Linked DNA regions of Capsicum annuum: all the other regions are linked to region 2. A link is a contact called in public Hi-C data. All regions are on one chromosome and are shown on one strand. The core of a region is the stretch at or near the end of the contact, and the rest is flanking DNA. Distances in the headings are between cores, read along the strand shown.

Region 1 (2,700 bases), core at 27-2,526, 480 kb before region 2:
AGCATTGTTCCTATTTACTTAATACCATCTGTGTTATGTTTGCTGTCAGGTTCTTTGTGATATTATCATGTTAATTAGCAATAAACTGCCAGAGGACCGAAGGAATCTTGTGGGTAATTGGGCTAAAAATCTGCAAGACTAGTAAAGCATCAAATCCCAAGGCTGCTAAAAGTATTGTATCTATTGCTATATTATTAACTTCCCCACCAAACGACTTAATTATCGCCAAAGACATGGCTGCAGAGCTTTTAAAAGTGGCTGGGCTAGAATCAGAAACGGGAGATTCACAAGTGACACTGGATGCGTATTCAATTATAAACAAATCAACTAGTGCCCCACTGGCTTCTCTAATACTGCACTTAGTCGAATCAGTTATTCTTGACACTGAATGGGTCATTATGAAGCTGAAGATTTACTCTCTTCCAAATACGAGAGCTGTTTTAGTTAATCAGAATGGTGAAAAGGATACACGATTGGCTCTGGAAGAGACTGTTTATTCAAGAGCAGAAGCTGTTGTTAAGGTGTTATCTTCTTTTGTAAAAATGGACCTTAAGGGTATGTTAAGGGAATCTAGATATTCTTGTTATTAGTTAATCTATATGTTAATCATTTAACTCCAAGATGAATAGCAGATCCTCAGGCAGAGCAGTTGGTGAAGCTAGCTGCAAGGTTTTACAAGAACTTAGCCCGAATGTCAAAGCTTCTAATTCCTTCCAAAGGTGTGAAACAACCTTTACCAAGCCTCAAGTACCAAAAGCTTGTGGAAATAACTTGCAGGCAGCTAACAGCTCCTCTCTACAATTTTGTGCCGCTGATGCAAATGGTAAAAGCTCTGGGGACTCTTGTTTAAGCTAAAGTTTCACCTCTTTTGTTCAAGTAAGTTTCTTACTTGTACCTGCTTGACTTGTAGAAGCAACTAGACAGCATGAAATCGAAAGCCCTTGTCAGCAAAATCAAAAGGGAAAACAGATGCATCTCGGACTTGATTTACCAAATAGAAGATTGTGAGAAATATCTCATACAAATTAGCAAGGCAACAAAAATAAATTTGCTGAGGCATGCAAAAAGAAGCACCTCCAGGGACTTCAAGATAATAGAACCACAAAGTTTTCCTGCAGAAGATGCTGGAATCCAAGATGCAGATAATAATGGCACAGCAAGAGGTGAGGGAGTATCACCAGAAGACCCTCGTGATGAAGAAGATGGAGTAGAAGATGATTCAGTGGCTGGTGCTTATGATGATGATGAAGGAAATGAAGTGGAAGAGGCATACAATAGTCCACATGGAGTAGAAGCTGATTCAGTGGCCGGTGCTGCTGCTGCTGATGATGAAGGAAATGAAGTGGTAGAGGCATACAATAGTCCTTACGAAGTAGAAGATGATTCAGTTGCCATTGCTGATGATGAAGGAAATGAAGTGGAAGAGGCATACAATAGTTCACCAGCAGTAGTGGCTTCGGAGTCTGAGGATGATGCTGAAGCTGCTAATCTTCCCGAGGCAAAGAGAGCAAAAATGAAAGTTGTTGAGGACTCAGATGAAGAAGCATAAAGGAGACTAACATGTAAATATGCAGAAAAGGTTTGAAGTTTTTTTGTGTCTTTGGGAGATCCCCAGCCAGCGATTCCAGTTTCCAACACCACTTAAGTTTCTCTTTTTTGTAGCAGTCCTTTTGGATATCTCTTTGTAGTTCTGGTGAACAAAAACGTATTTGATTGTGTATATCCATCCAGCCAAATAGTTTTACTTTTCTGTATGTTAGAAGTTTGGAGGAACGGTAAAGGATCTAAAAGATGAAAGAAACAATTCTTTATTATTTTTTGGATATGTAGTGATCATGTAACTAACATAACAAGAAGCTAGCTAGCTGTGCTTTAGTGAAAATCTTTGCGCTTTGTGCGGTGACAAAAGACCTTGTTATACTTGTGACGTAATTTTATTAATATTAAAATATAAAAAAAAATTAAAAAAAAATGATGGTAATGTCCTTATTTTATGATCTTTGTGTTATCTAATTTCAAAAAAAGAAGGAACCACAAGGGTTGGTGTGGTGGTTTAGCATCTCACCCCTTAAGCAAGAGGTTGGAGGTTCGATTTCCACCTCCGACGAATGGAGCAAATTCTGTGGTCAGTTTCCTACTGCTTAGTGCGCTGACCGAAGGAACGAAGGATTAATTTCACGGCTGCCGGTTGTGGGATACTTTGGAAAACCAAAAAAAAAAAAATTCAAAAAAAGAGGAAAGCAGAAAAATAGAAAAACAATAATAATAATTACGTATCAATCTCAAATAAGTTAACCAGCTATGATATTTACAATTTATTCTGTTATTTCTTTTGGCACAAGACTACAACAAAGCTACTTTTAATGGAAAAAACTATTTCTCTTCTACTTTTAAAGTGATCATTTTATTTTGAATGCCGTAATTTGACTTATATTGATTTTAAAAAGTAAAAAAGTAAATTAGATTTTTTGTCTAATAAATATGTATGTGATGTATCAAATTATTTTGGCCAAAGTCATCGACAAACACTCAAACTTGTTTCGAAAATTCACTTAGATCCCTCAACTATGACCTGTACCTATCAGACCCCCAAATCCCTCGAATTTTGTTTCAATTGGGCCTTTTTTTTCTTAATCAGCTAAAAGCTCAAAGTGTGTGTTGCACACACGCGATGATGTGGCAAAAAGGACTAATTGGAAG
Region 2 (2,700 bases), core at 117-2,616:
TTACTGAATTAACCTAATTAATGATACTTTAAAACTTTAAATTTGTCTATACTACCATATTATATAGTTATTTAATACTAAGGGTAGAAAAAAAACATAATACAATTCTCTTGATTTCATAAATTGAACAAGTAAATTAAAATAACTAGTTTTAGTATGAGGATCGTCAAGTAATAAGAAACGATATTATCTATTATCTATATAAATAAATGAAGTATGATTGCCATTTAATAGAGTATTATATAAATGATAATTTATCTAAATAAATATAATCTTTAAAAATCTAACTTTATTTTTATTCATTATTTTGTATTTTCTGTATTGAAATATGTTTATAAAGTTAATATTATTTATTATTTTTACTTGTAAAATAAATATTAGATTTTGATTATTATTAATAAAATTAATTTTCTTATTATGCTAATTTACTTCATTATAGATCATCATTAGTTTATATATTTAATCAGTATTTCTCACTTTTTTTTTAGAAGATAATGCTCATGTTTTTATGAAAAATTTATTACATGAATTTTAAAAAATGAAGATTTTAAAGAAGTAAAAAACAAAGTTGATGATAAAAGGATATAATAGGTATTTTAAAAATTTAATTAGGATAAAGGGAGGGAATATGACTATTGTTCAAAGTTGAGGGGGATTGATTTTTAAGGTAAAGTTGGAGAGGAAAAATGATTTTCACTCTTAAGTAATATACAACAATAACAAACCCAGTATATTCCCACACAGTGGGATCTAGGAAGGGTAAGATGTACGCAATCTATACCACTATCTCCGGAGAAGTAGCAAGACACCCCTAAGTAATATGACCCTATTAAATTCATATTAAATATTATAATTATTATTGAAGTTAATTACTCTTTTATTAAATTCTAAGGATAAAGTTAAAAAAAATATCTAATTATTTTTTGAATCTTTAAGCATGTCAAATTATTTTGAGATAATTTTTTAACAAATATGAAAAAGTAATATGCGACGGAGAAAATATCCAACATAACAAAAGAGATAATATTTTATTAATTAAATGAATATATAACAAAAAGGGGAAACTTTAAAATAATTAAATGACAATATTAACACCTTTTTCCACCAATACTTTTCCCACATACTAAAGTTAAAGAACCCCACCGTCTTCTACAGTTGCATCATGATAAAAAGCCAATAATAAAACAGAAGGATTATAACTTAGAATTGAAAGACGCAATAATAGAATAAAGCACACCAAAATGTAGAATTAAACTATAATCACGCTTAGCAATGTCCAATATTTTATCAAAAGGGAATCTTGCAATCTGTTCAAGATAATGAAACTATAGATAGCAATCATTCGATTAGTTACTAGAGTGTGGTGGGATGATAAAATTCATCCCACCTCTATTAGAGGCTGAGTTTGAATTTTAAACATAATTTTTTTTTATAAGAAGCGTGTAAGAAAAAATCTCTTAGTAAGAAATATTTTTTTTTTTTTAAATAAAGCTTATACGATATAAATCTAAATTAATCGGATCAAATAAAAGGTGGTTGTATCAAAACATTTCATTCAATTAATTAACAACACTTCGACCCCGAATTTTTGGAATCAGCTATATTATCTGTATTTGTTCCATTCAATTCATGTACATTTCATTGTTCCTACAGCTCGCACTTCCCCTCAGTTACCTTGCTATACAAGTCTAACTAAGCTAAAAAGGCCTCTTGGCATATAATAATGGACATAAAATAAGGATATCAAATAGAAAAGTTACCTTGTTCATTATTAGTCAGTAAAGACAGTAACAACCTCAAACATCTGTCCTTTATTTCAGTAAAACTTTCCCTCCATTAATGGGGCAAACAGCCATATCTTTGTCTGTAGTATATCTTTTCAGAAGAAAAAGTGGGCCCCCTTAAGGCACAGAAGTTGGCAACAATCACGAGCAAAGAATACAGAAAAAGCCACTCTACTACTTATCTGTAAACAGTATATTGCTCCTTTGTTCTTATTCTTCTTCTTCATGAGGCCAAAATGTCACATAATTCAATGGCTTCTGTATCTTCTTCTTCTGCTACTACCCTTCCTCCCGTATTTTCATATGATGATGATAAACTAGACCTTGAGTCAGTACGTGCGGTCATCACTGCTATAAATGAGCACATAACTGCATTACTTGCAGATACAAAATCTTGGAAATGCTTGAAATTGAAATGCAGTTCAAAGCTTGATGTTGGTGATAGAGGGTATCTGGAGTTCTCAGAGCAGTCGATATTGTCGAATCTTTATTGGGGGATAGAGAGTATAGAAGCATCACTTCAAGCAAAATGGAGCCAAGAGAGAACCTCAAGGTTGCAGAATTCAGAGAACATGCTTCAAGTGCCAGCCTCACTTGATGAGCATGGAGAAACAGCAGGAATTCCAAACAGTTATTTGACAGGCTACTCTTACTTTTACCTCTCCATTGTTATAAAGCTCCAAGGGCATGAGTGGCAGGTTGCAACTCATTTTCTTCAAGCTCTTGTGGTTTCTCCTAGGCTTCTTCACACTGAAATTGCTCCGGACCTCTGCAGACGGTTATCTGTCTTATGCTTTGAGCAGGAACCACATTCGAAAGAACTTGCATCAAATTATGAGAATGAGAATGAGAATGATGATGAGGTGTATGCTAGGATGGTAAAGATGGCGAGGAGATACAAAGCTTGGCTCATGTA
Region 3 (2,700 bases), core at 66-2,565, 300 kb before region 2:
AGTTTACATTTATTAATGCTTGTCTTGAGTAAAGATTCACAATTTAGCATCATAACAATGAGATTGTATTTGCATCTATCATGTAAATTCTAAGTGAAAAATGTGGGTTGAAATCATTTTTACCCAATTCATATTTGACCAAATTCATATTTACGCATATTTATATGGACGGATTGCAATCCAAACCATTTTTGTTCGATCCATATTTGACGCATCCAAATCCAATCCAATCTTCCTGTTTTCCACCCCTAGCTGCAACCAATATATATTAAGAGAGGCAGACTTACATTTCAGGTGTTTAGCATATGTGCACTCGGAATTTAGAAGCTGCAAAGAAAACATCAACCAGAGATGATCAACATATAGTTCAGATATCCAAATTGTAAAGTAAGTTTGAGATAAAGTGTATGACATAAATTAGACATAAAACGTAAGTTTTACTTAAGATTTGTCAATTTTGAGAAAAAATAGACATTAAAGTAGTGATATGACAAAACACTGACTTTTTTTATTTAGCTTTTCGTGTAATGTAAGAATTTGTTACGTTTTATATTTTTTTGATAAAATGTAATAAATTATTACGTTTTATTAAAAAATTGTAAAATTTAATAATTTATTACGTTTTACAAAAAGTTAACTCCGTTAGTTGACCGTTAAGAAAAAAGTAAAAAAATATAATAATTTATTAAGTTTAGCCTATTTTGGTAACTTATTAAATAGATGACCTATTTTGGTCACTTTATTTATAATTTGGCTTATTTTGATTCCAAGTTCTATCTTTTAACAATTAAACCCATCAAAAAATAAAGCTTTCCGAGATGTTGTTCAAGATTTTATTCTAACTTTTTGAGTCCAAACTAAAGAGTGAAGAAGCAAGTAGTATAGGGAATATCTTTACCAAACAAAGGAACGATTTTTTTTGAATGTGTGCTAAATATCAATTATACAACCATTTCATTAGATTTAGTAGTTTTTGTGCTATAACGCTCTTCACTACAAGATAAGTTATTGACAATTAAGTTTCTAAATTTTATTTACACATATAAAGACAATACCTTCATAAAACTCTTATCTTAAAATTTTCGTACATTGCGCAGATATGCATACTAATTTTGTTAATAAAAGTGATAATATCTCCTACTATTCTCCAAAATCACTCACCACATCATATCCCAACCCCCACCTCACCAAAATATATTTCTTTAGATTTTGACCCAATCATGTTTATTTCAGCTTCAAATTCCAATAATGATTGTAATATATTACCCATGAATCCTTCCCAAATAAGAATTCAGAAGCCCTACTCATATTTTACCTCAATTACAACAGTAAATGAAATTCAAACACCAATAAATCAAAATTTAAAAATGAAGACCCAACTAAGCTCCAAACTGTGCCAAAATTAGGGACATGTTCGTGAATTCGAAGTTTGGTAGATTACTATTTCAAACTCAAAGATAAACAAGTTCTTTCAACACTTTATTCAAATAATAAATTTGCAGTCAAATAGAAAACAATGAAGAATAATAACAGTTTTGACTTTTTTGAAGTGTTTTGAGTTTCTTTTGTAATTATTTATATGAAATACGAGTTAGGAGTCTATTGGAAACAACCTCCCTATAACCTTTGAGGTAGAGGTATGTACTGCGTATACTCTATCCTCCCCCAGATCTCACGTTATGAGAATACACTAGGTATGTTGTTGTGGTTTCTTTTATTTATATGAAACACAATGCAATGAACAAGGAACTTGTAGAAGTAATGTGGATATATTATTAATACATAGTTATACATTGTTTATATATGTTTATACATATTTGTACAATATATATATATATAGTGTATAAGAGTGTGTGTACATATATGTAATATATAATAATGTGTATACACTTTTACTTATCTTGTCATAGATTTTTAAAATGCAAAATTAGAAAAATGATGAGGTTTATGTGGTAACTCGAGAAAGAAGTTACAAAAATAACATGACCTTATGAAATTCATTATAAATATTGGTTATTCTAGATGTAAAAACTAAACTAATTGGACTATGCTCAATGTAAGCCCCCCCCCCCCCCTAATATCTCACAAATTAAGTTCATGCATTCTTCAATTTCTAAAGAACTTATGCACATTTGGGCATAAGTACAATTACTAAAACAAATACTAAAAACCCACCTAGTTATTTGAGGTAAAACATATAATTTCATGCATTGGAAAGTATTTGTTTGGGCGGTACATATGGATAAGTATCCCTACTATGTTTGCAAGGGGAAATCGAGTTCAGGATAGAGGCCTATGAGCAACAAGTTCATGATATTAGCACATTTTCCCAATCCATTTTCTTCTTTGGGAGGCCCGAGGCCCAAACCTCCATTTGTTAATGGCGATTTTGTAAATACAATGATATAGATTTTGAGAATCATATAATATTAGGAAAAATTTCATAAGTAACAAACTTATAGCTATAATTAGAACTTTTATAGCAACTGTTTCATAATTACGAAAAATAGCAAGTTGTATTTTATATTTTAGCTAAAGTTTGATATATAAATACATATACAAACTGAAAATCAGTTCCTATTTTAACTCCAATTAGATAGAGTTAAATAAGGAATAAACCGTCCTTAATTCATGCTATTTATTTAATTTTTAGGATTCCTTTTCCTTATATGGCTATTTTTTTTACCTCTGCCGTTATTT

The links. A called contact is a pair of places that touch in the nucleus more often than the background predicts.
Region 1: a Hi-C map of leaf shows a contact between it and region 2, with 2.7 times the contacts expected there. The contact joins the enhancer-like site here to the promoter of LOC107880020 in region 2. A contact is called at or near these places in 2 of 5 Hi-C or Micro-C datasets (leaf and placenta).
Region 3: a Hi-C map of leaf shows a contact between it and region 2, with 3 times the contacts expected there. The contact joins the enhancer-like site here to the promoter of LOC107880020 in region 2. A contact is called at or near these places in 2 of 5 Hi-C or Micro-C datasets (leaf and placenta).

The regions. Positions count from the first base shown.
Region 1 is chr1:140,488,380-140,491,079 of UCD10Xv1.1, forward strand. LOC107879996 (Fanconi anemia group I protein) reads left to right here. Exons shown (of 16, transcript XM_016726923.2): 13 at 50-126; 14 at 128-555; 15 at 633-823; 16 at 911-1,823. The coding sequence ends at 1,549. Among protein-coding and RNA genes, the nearest start is that of LOC107879996, 6.8 kb to the left of the region's middle. Within about 2 kb of position 1,277, at least 4 of the 5 cell types and tissues checked have an H3K27ac peak or open chromatin away from gene starts, as enhancers often do. A contact at or near this core is called in leaf, where this site is marked.
Region 2 is chr1:140,967,933-140,970,632 of UCD10Xv1.1, forward strand. It overlaps LOC107880020 (putative E3 ubiquitin-protein ligase LIN), which reads left to right and starts at 1,367. Exons shown (of 17, transcript XM_016726947.2): 1 at 1,367-2,700. The coding sequence starts at 2,021.
Region 3 is chr1:140,672,591-140,675,290 of UCD10Xv1.1, forward strand. No RefSeq gene overlaps it. Among protein-coding and RNA genes, the nearest start is that of LOC107880006, 170 kb to the right of the region's middle. Within about 2 kb of position 1,316, at least 4 of the 5 cell types and tissues checked have an H3K27ac peak or open chromatin away from gene starts, as enhancers often do. A contact at or near this core is called in leaf, where this site is marked.